Regions from separate parts of the Mus musculus genome. Here regions 1 and 2 are each linked to region 3. Evidence: chromatin contacts called from public promoter capture Hi-C data. All regions are on one chromosome and are shown on one strand. The core of a region is the stretch at or near the end of the contact, and the rest is flanking DNA. Distances in the headings are between cores, read along the strand shown. Region 1 has its middle 83 kb from the start of Nhsl1. Region 2 holds the start of Ect2l (epithelial cell transforming sequence 2 oncogene-like). Region 3 holds the start of Heca (hdc homolog, cell cycle regulator).

What was found. Promoter capture Hi-C pulls out the DNA fragments that hold promoters and counts their contacts. Capture Hi-C pulls out chosen DNA fragments and counts their contacts.
Region 1: a promoter capture Hi-C map of stem cell-derived epiblast-like cells shows a contact between it and region 3, with 4 times the contacts expected there. The contact joins the enhancer-like site here to the promoter of Heca in region 3. A contact is called at or near these places in 3 of 39 promoter capture datasets (liver, pre-B cells and stem cell-derived epiblast-like cells), 5 of 484 Hi-C or Micro-C datasets (embryonic stem cells, muscle stem cells and myocytes) and 1 of 115 datasets of contacts at active chromatin or transcription factors (pancreatic cancer cells).
Region 2: a promoter capture Hi-C map of liver shows a contact between it and region 3. The contact joins the promoter of Ect2l here to the promoter of Heca in region 3. A contact is called at or near these places in 8 of 39 promoter capture datasets (the 3T3-L1 cell line, 3T3-L1-derived adipocytes, the C10 cell line and 5 more), 8 of 484 Hi-C or Micro-C datasets (adipose-derived mesenchymal stem cells, embryonic stem cells and nephron progenitors), 4 of 115 datasets of contacts at active chromatin or transcription factors (embryonic stem cells, extraembryonic endoderm stem cells, large pre-B cells and 1 more) and 4 of 9 other capture datasets (adipose tissue, embryonic stem cells, liver and 1 more).

Annotation. Positions count from the first base shown.
Region 1 is chr10:18,322,346-18,326,216 of GRCm38.p6, reverse strand. It overlaps a transcript of Nhsl1 not described here. Among named protein-coding and RNA genes, the nearest start is that of Nhsl1, 83 kb to the left of the region's middle. Within about 2 kb of position 2,331, at least 35 of the 459 cell types and tissues checked have an H3K27ac peak or open chromatin away from gene starts, as enhancers often do. A contact at or near this core is called in muscle stem cells, pancreatic cancer cells and stem cell-derived epiblast-like cells, where this site is marked.
Region 2 is chr10:18,209,263-18,213,366 of GRCm38.p6, reverse strand. It overlaps Ect2l (epithelial cell transforming sequence 2 oncogene-like), which reads left to right and starts at 2,540. Exons shown (of 22, transcript NM_001370991.1): 1 at 2,540-2,608.
Region 3 is chr10:17,946,467-17,950,280 of GRCm38.p6, reverse strand. It overlaps Heca (hdc homolog, cell cycle regulator), which reads left to right and starts at 2,214. Exons shown (of 4, transcript NM_001033432.3): 1 at 2,214-2,772. The coding sequence starts at 2,499.

The DNA.
Region 1 (3,871 bases), core at 1,082-3,581, 380 kb before region 3:
TATTTATTTATTTATTTATGAAGCAGGATCTTCATATATAGGCCTGGCTGTCCTGGAACTCACTATGTAGGCCAGGCTGGCTTTGAACTCACAGAGATTCGCCAGCCTCTGCCTCCCAAATGTTAGTATTAAAGGTGTGCATCACCATACCAGACATATGCCGACAACTCTCACGGTCAGGCACATAGAAAACGATTGCTTGATCTCACACAGGCTGTTCAAACCCAATGGTACAATCTGCCCACTCAGCCACTGTGGGTTTCTGTTAATAAATGTAAGAACTCTCCTGAGAGTAAAGGTGGGTGCAGTCCATACTCTCAACACCTCTCTAGTACGCAGTGTGCTTCAATGAAAGCAAGTCTTGTGCCAGAAGAGGAGCCCAGTGCCTGTTCTTAGAAACTCAGCAAAGCCCACATCTCCACTGCGTCTTTAGGGCTCTGCCACACACACTGCAGAGATTCATTCTGAGGGAGAAGCAAAGCTATCCATTCTGACATCAGCCAGCTGCTGGTTAGGTCAGAGGATGACGGTCTCTCAAGAGCAGGCTGATGATGCATTCATCAGCTAAAACACGCCTCTCACGCGTTAGCCCACACTCTCTACCAAATGTCTGAAGACCTGGTTGGGCAAAGACAATGCCCAGACAATCTTTCTGCCAATAAGCTACCCTTTTCTAAGGGAAGTCAACTGCTAGAGGCAGAAAGAACCTTGTGCATGCCATGTTCTGAGCTGCTCCCACCTCGCCATCTGTCTACAACAGCATTCATCCAACCTTAAACATTATACAGAGCATACTAGGTCCACTGTATATGGGTGCACGGGTGGGATACATAGCCCTGGGGCTAATTACATTTGATGTTAATTCCGTTCTCCCGTGAGGGGCTCAGACAAGGAATGAGTCAGCACTCAGGTGATTTCCAGAAACCTGCTTCCCACCTTAATTTGTAAACTAGAGGAGAACTGATGATTGGGCAGATAGAAGGGAAGGTGGGGCAGAAGGTGAGAGGGAGAGAAGAAGGAGAAAATGGAAGAGAGAGGATGCAGAGGAGGAGGAAGAAGAAAAGCGGAGCAGAAGCACATGGCCTGGAGAAACCGAAAGTTCTAAGCTGTGGAAGATGGTAGTGTAGCGGTAGATCTGCCCAATCTAGGCGCACAGCATGTAATCATATTAACTGTGTTGTGCTTTCATTGCCCGGGCATATTTGGGATGGGAGATTTACTGCAACAAAAATGCCATAGTATAAAAGGTGCCCTGTGGTTAGACGGCACAGCAAACCCTCTCAATGCTTCTAGAATCTAAAGGGGTGGGCATTCTTTCTACAACTATTATTTTAAATTGCCTTTTCCTATGCTCTGTTGGCAGCAGGATTTCATATTTACTCAGGAAGTTCTCTATTGTTGTCAAGACGGGGGTCTCAGGTAGCCCAGGCTAGCCTCAAACTCACCATGTGGCCTAGAATGACTTTCATGTCCTGCTGTTCTCTCCTCTGTCCCCAAGGACTGGATTTCAGACACGAGATACTACATTCAGTTTCGTGCAGTGCAAGGGACTAAACCCAGGTCTCTCTTCACTCATGATGGGCAAGCAACCTACCACTGAGCTACATGCTCAGTCCCAATAAGTCCCAGTAAGTGCTTTTAAAACAAACTGAAAAGAATTTAGAGTAGGACTTGGAGAGATGGCTCAGAGGTTAAGAGCACTGACTGTTCTTCCAGAGGTCCTAAGTTCAATTCCTAGCAACCACATGGTGGCCCACAATCATTTGTTATGGGATCCAATACCCTCTTCCGGTGGTCTGAAGCCAGCTACAGTAATATTCATATACATAAAATAAATAAATAAATCTTTTAGGAAAAAAAAAGAGTTTAGAGCAGAAATCACAAGACCTTGTCTTACTAACACCTTTTACTAGCCCTAGAACTTTCATTTCTTGATCTATAAATTGGGCTTAAAAATGCAGTCTAGCCTTTCTATTTTATTGGTTTTGGAATAAAATAGAAAGGGGGAAGGGTGGCTCAGAGGTTAAGAGTACTGGTTGTTCTTCCAGAGGACCCTAGTTCAATTCCCAGGACCCACATGGTAGCTCACAACTGTCTGTAACTCCAGTTCCAAGGGATCTGACACCCTCACACAGACATACATGCGGGCAAAACATCAGTAACAGAAATGATAAACAAATCTGAACAATGGGTTTTTAATCCACAGTCCCACTTCACAGGAGCTTGTGAGTGTTAGTCATGGAAAGCAGCGAATGCTGAGCCTGGGAAACATTTGCTTGGTAAAGGAAGTACAAAGCCCACAGCCGGCATGAGTCCACTTGTCTGGAATGTTCAGAACAGTTAAATCCACAGAGGCAGAAAGGAGACTCCCAGTGACCTGGAGGTAGGAAGGTCAAGAAGAAAGGGAGACTGACTCCCGGGATGTGGGGGGCCATGCAAATAGGCTGTGGTCATGTTTCTCATGTCTGAATACACTAGAAGTCACTGGCCCCTACACTGAGAATGGCTGGATCTAGGAATTGTGTCTCAATAAAATTAGCTGTAAGGCCAAGCCACGGGTCTATAGTTCTAGCTACTTGGAGGTAGAAGCAAAATACTGAGTTCAAAGGCTGCCTGGGCCATAATGTGAGTCAAGGCCATAGACAACCTTCAGATTTAAAATTAGAGCATTTCCTAATATGCCCTAGTCAGATCCCAAGTACTGAGGGTGAGGGAGCACGCCCACAGACCTTAAAAACCAAACATAGCCATGCCAGTGAGAATCTGCCCGTCTCTGCAGAGCGAAGGCTCTTGCTTGTTAACAGAGCCCAGACACAGCTATTCACACTTCTGCCCCTTGTCACAATTTTCAATGTAGCCTTATTTAGTCAGCAGCAAAATTAATCAAGTTCTACTTGCACAGAAACAGGTCCGGTGAGATGATTCAGTGGATAAAGGCACTTGCCACCAACCCTGACAGCTTGAGTTGACCCCTGGATCCCACAAGGGGGAAGGAGAAAACACTTCAGTAAGTTTCCTCTGACTTCCATGTGTCATGGTGTGTGCACATCCGAGAGTGTATATGCGCATGCGCACACACACACACACACACACACACACACACACACACACACAATGTTATAGTATACATGTGATAATATCCAGTCACTGTACTGAGCTCTATAATAACAGATGTGCTGCCATCCCTAACCTCAAGTAGCTTGCAGTCTGGCTGAGGAAAGCATGTGTCAAAGAGTCACATTCAGTCGCTGTAAATGCAGTACACTTAAGATCAGTACACTTAGTCAGGGCTCTTAGAGAAACAAGTGACAGAATCGATGTACATACATACATACATACATACACACACACAGAGATACATATATATATGATACCCGCTGAGACATCCAGCCTTGTGGACTGAACAACTACTGGATGCGTGTGTGTGTTTCATATATGTGTATACATGACTACATATATATATATACATATATATATATATACACACACATATATATGATTTATTAGAGAGGCCTGTAGTCTGTGTTCCAGCTATTCCAACAATAGCTGTGTAGCAACAGAAAATCCAGGAATCCAGTAGTTGTTCAGTCCATGAGACTAGATGTCTCTGCTGGTCTTCAGTATACACTGGAATCCCAAAGAAGTAGGCTTTAATGCCAGTGAAGAAACGTGCCATGCCAGCAAGAGTGAGCGCAAGCAGGCAAGAGTACGAGCTTCCTTCTTCCACATCCTTTATATAGGCTGCCGCGAGACAGTGTGGCCCAGATTAAAGGTGGATCTTCCCACCAAAAAAAACCTTTCACAGGTGTACCCAGAAGCTTGAGTTTAAGTTAATTCCAGATGTAGTCAAAGTGACAACCAAGAATAACCA
Region 2 (4,104 bases), core at 1,291-3,790, 260 kb before region 3:
AGATTGTGTGCCCAGCAATTGGGTTACCTGACAAGTTCTAAAGTTGTCTGAGTGTTTTCAAAGGCAGGCAGGCAGGCAGGCAGGCAGGCAGGCAGAGAGAGGGGGTTTGGGGGAGAGATTGATTATGCTGGGCTCGGCAAAGCTAAGGGAATCGGGCTTTTCCAGGAGTAGAGCTAAGCCAGGAGCGCAGGCCGTGTCCTGGGCAAAGCAGGGAGCATGCTTTTAAAATTACACGCACCAGGATTCTGTGCATTCCATACCTTCTGCGTGTTAAATACTGTCGAATGGAAGTCCATGGCTTTAAAGGCAGCCCTTGACTTGGATCCGCATTCCTCCTCCCATTAGCTTTCCACTGTGCACTTACTCAGCTTGAGTTCACCTTTCATTTTCAGTGTAACCCATGAGGCTGTGTTACCAGCAGGCAGTGACTGCATAAGGAGTAATAGAAGCTCATTTTTAATAAACTTTTAACCATGTTTATAGTACCAGACATGAATTCCCTGCTTTGATGAAGGCCTCAGATCCAATCCGAAAGCAGTCGGTGACCCTGTGACAGTCATGCAGTTAGTGCATCAGTGGGCACATCTTGCCTGCTGGGGTAGTATCATAGTACGTACATTGGACTCACCACTGTGCAAGTCTGTAAACTTCTGCAGACTTTTCTCTAGCACTGTAAAAACCAGACTTCAGGAGTGAGATTCCCAGGTCAATTCCAGTCTGACTCTTCTATGTGTTCACCGGTAGGCTCCTACCTTTTAGCTGTGGTGAGTAACTAAAAACAATGATAATGAGTTAGTTGGGGTCCCCCTGGGTCCTTTCTGACCAGTCACTCATAGGGAGGTGTCCCATACATGACACTGAGAATTTCATGTAAAAACTGTATTCTGGCAGAACATTGCCCACTCACTCCTGTTGGAACTTGTTTTAAAACTGTTAAAGTGAGTTTACACAGCATAAGGCCTTTTCATACATTCTTGGTTGTGTTTGACTCCCCTCTACCCCCTGCCATACACCACAACACTCATTCCTGCTTAACTATACTCTAGCAACACCCCACACACACACACAACACACACTTCCATAACACATTTGCTTTGTGTTCAGCCCCTTAAGACCTCCTAGCCCTTATATGGCTGTTTCCTGACCTCAAAAACCCACACAAATCTAAAAATGTGAAGCTAGGGCCCACACGTGAGAGAGTCATTTGTGCTCTGGGCCTGGGTTATCTCAGCATCCTATTCTTCAGTTCCATCCATTTGCCAGGAAATATCAGGATTTCTTTTTCCTAACGTCTACATAAACTGGCATCATGTGTGTTTAGGCTATTCATTTGTTAGCTGATGTCAGTAGAGAAGGAATCCCTGTGTTAGACTGTAGAATCCTTTGGGTGTATGCTCAGAAGTGGTACAACTGGGTCATACGATAGTTCTTTTTTTTTTTTTAAAGATTTATTTATTTATTTTATATGAGTACACTGTAGCTGTCTTCAGACACTCCAGAAGAGCACATCAGATCCCATTACGCTGGGAATTGAACTCAGGACCTCTGGAAGAGCAGTCAGTGCCCTTAACCTCTGAGCCATCAGTAGTTCTAATTTCAGCCTTTGGAGACCCTTCCATATGGATTTCCATAGTGGCTGCAGCAGTTTATATTCCCACTAACAGTGGGTAGCCATTGCCCTTCCTCCATAGGCTGCTCAGCATGTAGAGGCCTGGAGATAGCCATTCTGATTAAGGTAAGACAGAATCTCAATTTTAATTTTCCTTCATGCCTAGCCACTCTTAGAACATAGATGTTGCAAAATCATTGTATTTTATTGAGTTATAGATGACCTCATAAAATCTACTGTTAGAGCAAGCTATTTTAACTTCGTTGTGTCTCCGTTCAGACTTCATCCCTGGATCTTGTTTAGCCTCACCATTCATAGGATTTTTAACTTTCCCATGCTTGAAGTATTGTGAAATCTTTCTGTTAAATTCAAAAGAAGTGGGAAGAGGGTGGCTTTACGATAAGTCTGCTCAGGCATCTTGACCAAAGCAATTAGAATCATGTTGATGTTCTGTCTTTCTGACTCCTGTATTAACTAATACTGTTTAAAAAAAAAAACTTTAAAATTTTTTGAGGATTTGCTAAAGATGAACATGAGAAAGGGTAAGAAACGTTACCTTTGCCATCTCAGTGCTTTAAAATTGCTGGCTAGTGTAAAGCTAAGCAGAATTTGGCAGACAGCAGCTGTGCATTTGTCACCTCTTCCCAGCAACTTGAAGGCCCTCGAGATCCAGCTGCAACTGCCTGGGACCGGCGGCCAGCAAAAGAAATCCACCTAGAACTTGAGAGAACAGAGGGAAGGTGACAACCTTCAGGAGCCTCCTGAAGCAAAGACCGAGGTTGGCCACTGGAGTGCAGCACCGAGCAAGGGACACCGGACCTGTGGGGCGTGGTGGCAGCGTGTGTTGTCTTGTGTGTTGTCTTCCCTATGGAGATGGGGGCACACGTGCCCCACCTGCCTCCCTAGGCTGTGATCTGGAAAACTGCCTTCATTTCCTGCACAGTGCCAAGAGGAGACTGCTGCCTGGCCAACGTGCTCAGCCCTTGGCCTCTCCTCGAGGTAAAGCTCTTCCCTTCTTGGAGATGTCTTTTCCTTGGGGCTTCTGGAAAAACCTTGAGCAGCGCTCCATGGTCTTGGAGACCTCTGTCAGGGTCACGTTTGAGTTGGGTGGTGGCAACTTTCCTCCTCCAGAGCACTCTAGAGTGCTCCAGCACTTTGGAAAACACTAATATTTCACAGGATCCCAGATTGGCTCATACCAACTCCCCCACCCACCCCCTGTCTCTTCTCACTCTTTTTGCTACTCTGGAGTCCAAAAGATGTGGGACGAGGCTGTATGGCTAATAAAGACGAGACTAAGGCTCTATAGTAACTGGTCTGTTGTTCTCAGGTTTCATATGCTAGATTTTATGACTATGGTGAATAATTCCGACACATTGCTAAATGTTTATCTCTTGAGAAGTACTGGCGTTGTGCTTATTAATAAACATTGCTCCAAGTATCAGAACAGTTTCCTGGCACGGTCTGTGTTCAAGTTCACTCAGTTCAAGCAGTGGTATGCACATCCTGCCTGTGGCGTTCTGGCTTCAGGAACTTTGTTGTTTGTGTTGTTGAGGGGCCTCAGAAATGGTGTTCTAAAAACACTAATTTTAGGGGGAGAAAAATAGGAGTGAAGGAAATTTTTAAAAATGTTAGTGCAGTTACCTCTTGTTTTGATTTAGTAGCTTTAAGTCAGTGAGCATAATTACCATTTAAAATACCAGTACAAGTCTCATTTTTCCTTAATTTGTCTGTCTGTCTCTTTCTCTCTGTCTCTGTCTCTGTCTGTGTGTGTGTGTGTGTGTGTGTGTGTGTGTGTGTGTGTGTGTATCTAAATAGCTCAGCCTAGTCTCCAATTCACTGTGCTGGTTTTAACTCCAGATCCACTTGCCCTCACCTCCCAGAACTGGAGTTACATGTATATGACACTACGCCAGCTTATCAGCTTTATATGGGTGAAATCAGGGTTTCATGCTTGCTGGCCAAGCACTTTCACTTTACCTACTGAACTACATCCTCAGCCCCAGGAATTATCATTCATGTGTGTGTGTGTGTATAGTATGTATATGTAGTCAATGGTGCTTCAGTGCACACATTCCCTCAAGACATCTCATCACTTCATTGCCTATTATGTCCTGCATATTTAATATAAATATACACACTGGCTTGTACTCACATTAAATTATGCTCCCGATGTGGGGAAATGAACTTGACTGGCATTGTGTTTCCTTTCCGATTTTTCACATTTTTGTGTCTTGCAGTTCTTCCCTGTAGTCGGTAGACGGCCCCTTTAGAAGATGTTTTTGAAGGAATTACACTTCAGACACTAACTGAAGCTCTTTCCAGTTTGCATGTGTGAGCTGTAAAGTGCCAAATGCATTCACCTCTCTGCCATCTAATAACACTTAAAAAAAAGTATTAAAAAAAGTATTGTGTGAGCTGGATGCGGTGTCATACCTCTTTAATCTCCCCACCAAGGAAACTGAGCCAGGCAGATTTCTGTGAGTTTGAGGCCA
Region 3 (3,814 bases), core at 965-3,464:
GCCTAACTTTGGGTTACCAGAGAAGACTTGGTAAGTTATTAATGGCTTAGTGGAGATATTAAGGTTCAGAAGAAATACAGGCAGAAGAATCCTTTAGGTATATTTCACACATTTGAAAAATTTGTACTAAACATGATAGTGGAGAAGGCTTTATATTAGACTGCAGAGTTAGAAACACAACCTGCCCTGTTCTACTGATACAGGGTGTGTGTATGTGCGCACAATGTGTGAATATAAGACATAAACACATCATAAGCACAAAATAGCTATTCTCTAGCTGGGGAGATACTTAAATTGGTAAAGTGCTCTTTGTACCAACTTAAGAACTTTATGTGACCCATGTAAAAACTGTGCACAGACACACATATCTATAGTCCCAGAGCTGGGAGGCAGAGAAAAGTGGATCCCTGGAACTCACCAGCTGGTCATCTAATATGTCCGTGAGCTCCAGGTCCATAAGAGACCCTGCCTCCAAAAAATAAGGTGGAGAGGAATAAAGGAAGACACCTGATACTAATCTCCAGCACACACATCTCTCTTCCACCTCTCCCTCCTTCCTTCCCTATCTATCTTAGCTATCATTTGGGCCTTCTAAAGAATTACTTTCCTTTAACATATAGTGTACTGCGTCCAACTAGCAATTGCTCTCAAGAATACAGTGTTGCTCCAGGCTCTGCCCATCAGAATCCTGGCTAGGAAGTCATGTGGATGGCTCTTCTCTGAGCAATTCCTTGGCCATCTTTCTAGACCCTTCAACCTAGCCACAGTGCCTTGCCTCAACAGTCCAGTCGATTAAAGATCACGCCATAGGAAGAAGACACTGTAAACGAGTTCAGTGTTTTTCTGTAGTCATGGATCAAGAATGTCATTTATACATTCACCAAGATCAGTTCAGTTGTTTCTTACGGCACCCAAGATAAAAATATGGCTGTTTCATGCGAGGGAACAGAGGAAAATTATTTAAGCATATACATTGCCAACGTAATCAGAGGTAGACAGGAGAAATAAACTGTGATACTCGGGACAGCTCTTCTGGTAAGGTATGGGATCATTCTGAAGAAATGAGCTGAGATCAGAAGGGTGGAAAGGAGCGGGTCTTTGAAAGGGGCAGAAGAGAGTGCAGAAAAGGAGATTACATCAAACTCTTCCCAGGAACCCTGTGCTCTCATCTCTTTTTCTTTCTTTCCGTTTTTCTTCTTTAATAATAGATTTTTAATACACTATATTCTGCTCTTCTTTCCCCTTCTCCAGCTCTGCCAAGATCCTCTCCACCTCCCTTCCCAGCCGAATCCACAGCTTTCCTGCCTCTTCTTAGAAAACAAATATGCATCTAAATAATAATAAAATAGATAAGATGAAAACAAACACACAATATAGGACAAAACAAACAAATGAAAAAGCATGAGAAAGTCATATAGATGTATTCGTTCAGTGAGGAATTCCACAAAAAACAGAAAACTGGAAGCCATATGTCTATACAAAAGACCTAAAAAGATTACACATATATATATATATATCCCTGACAAAACATTCTGAGACAAAGAACCTCTTAAGATTCAACTGAGTCTCTTTTGTGTTGGCCATCTACTGCTGAGCATGGCTGTGCCCTCACTTCTTCACCTCTGATGTCCTCCTCACAACCCGGCCGTTCTCTCCAGACAACTCAGTCTTCTTTGTGCAGCCTGGCTCCTCCTGGCTGGCTCTGCTTCTGACAGAACCGACAGAACCCTTGGGTCTCTGGTTGGTAGGTCTGGGCTAAATAAGCTTTCCACCACGAGACTGAAGAATTCCCATACAGGAGCTCAACTGCACTCTCCAGAAACTCCTATCTTACCATTGTTGAGCCGCAGAGCCATTGAGCGAATTATTAATCCGAAACCCTTTGTTTTGCTCTCCTGTTCTAGTCACCTGTTTGTTTTTCCAGACCACGTTGTCAGGTTTAGCTCCAGTAAGGTCAGAAGGCCAGTTAACAACTTCACGAACACTGCCTGGCTCCCAGTCGTGGCTGTCAGCACACGCGGGAAGCCCGCCAGCCTCCCTCTCCCAAGAAGGCGCCTGGATGACGTCACCCAGAGCCGAGGGCTGAGCGCCGAGCGTGACGTCACGGGGGCGGAGCGAGTTGCCGTGAGGTCACTGGGTGGGCGGGGCCGGGCTCAAGCCCCAGTGTCGTCACGGGCGGGGGCGGGCCTGGAGCGTGTCAGCGCAGCCGAATCAAAACAAGCCCGAGACCCGCCTTTTCCCTCGGGCTCCTCCGCGTCTCGCTCTGCTCGGGGGCCCGTTGCGCCCGCGCGGCTGCGAGCCTCGGGTGGCCGCGCGTGGCCGCGCCGGCTTCTGCCGCGGAGGGCGCGGCGGCCGGAATGTCGCGGCGAGGGCCGCGCGGCGGGGCGGGCGCCTGAGGAAGAGCGGCCGGCCCGCGCTCTCCGTGGCCGCCCCGGTGCGGCGGGGGAGCCGCCTTCGTGGGCGCCGGGGACCGGGACACCCGCGAGCGGGCCGGGGAGATGCCCAACCCCAAGAACAGCAAAGGCGGCCGCAAAAACAAGCGCGCCAACAGCAGCGGGGACGAGCAGGAAAATGGAGCCGGGGCCTTGGCGGCGGCGGGTGCGACAGGCGCGGCGGCCGGAGGGGCCCTGGCGGCGGCGGCGGCGGGCTGCGGGGCGGCGTCGCCCGGCGCGGTGGGCACCGGCGGCGCGGCGGGCCCGGGAGGTGCGGGCACGGGCGCCGCCAACGCCACCGTCGCTGCGGGGGCTGCAGCCGCGGGAGACGCTAAGAATGGTAAGACGACAGCGGCGGGGCGAGCGCCAACTTCCTCACCGACGGGCGGGCGGGCGCGGTGGCGGGGCCCTGGGTGGCGCGGGCGGCGCGTGGACAATGCGAGTCAGGAAGTGCTCGCCCCGCCCCACCGCCCCGCGCTGCCTTTCCTTTCGTGGTCCCCACGCGGAGCGGCGTGGACCGGGGCTGCGGGCCCCGCGGCGGCGCTCCGGTTGGTGCCTGCTCCCCGTGGTGCCCGCGCGGGCTGAGTCTGAAATGTCCCGGGTTGGTGGGAGCGAGGCAGCGGGCAAGCAGGAAAAGGAGCCCAAGTTAGAATGATCCGATTGGAAACTTCCCTGCTCACCGCGACCCACCCACCCACCATTGCCCCCAAAGAAGAAAAGCTGCAATTCCCAGCAGATGTAGGCCTGTTGCCTGATTGCCACAGGTGGAGAGAGAGAGAGAGAGAGAGAGAGAGAGAGAGAGAGAGAGAGAGAGAGAGAGAGAGAGAGAGAGTGTGTGTGTGTGTGTGTGTGTGTGTGTGTGTGTGTGTGTGTGGTGTTCATTTAATTCTCTTGTCTTGCTCGAGGAAGGAAGAGAATCTGAACTTGACTTCCGTTCCCAACCTGAAGTGTTTGGGTGTCTTTTTCTTTTTTTTCTCTCTCTTTCTTTCTCTCTTTTCTTCCTTTTCTTCCTTTCCTTCTTTTCTCTTTCTTTCTTTCTTTCTTTCTTTCTTTCTTTCTTTCTTTCTTTCTTTCTTTCTTTCTTTCTTTCTTTTCCTGTCCCTTGTATAATTGTTTCACATTTGTTTTTCTGAAGAAGCCCTGATAATTTCATGAGCGCTTGAATGATCCTTTAGAAGGGAGGAATGCAGGTAATAGCTAAGGTGTGACAGGATTTTCCCTTCTTACCACAGGATGCCTGACATTTATTTGGGCAGCTTTTAAACTTTTTTCTTCTCAGGTAGTTTTTCAGGGGAAAAAAATGTACATTTTAATGTAAGTAGATGAGAATCGTTAGAATCGTTATATTTGCTTCTTAACAGTTTTCAAAGCCATCCTCTATG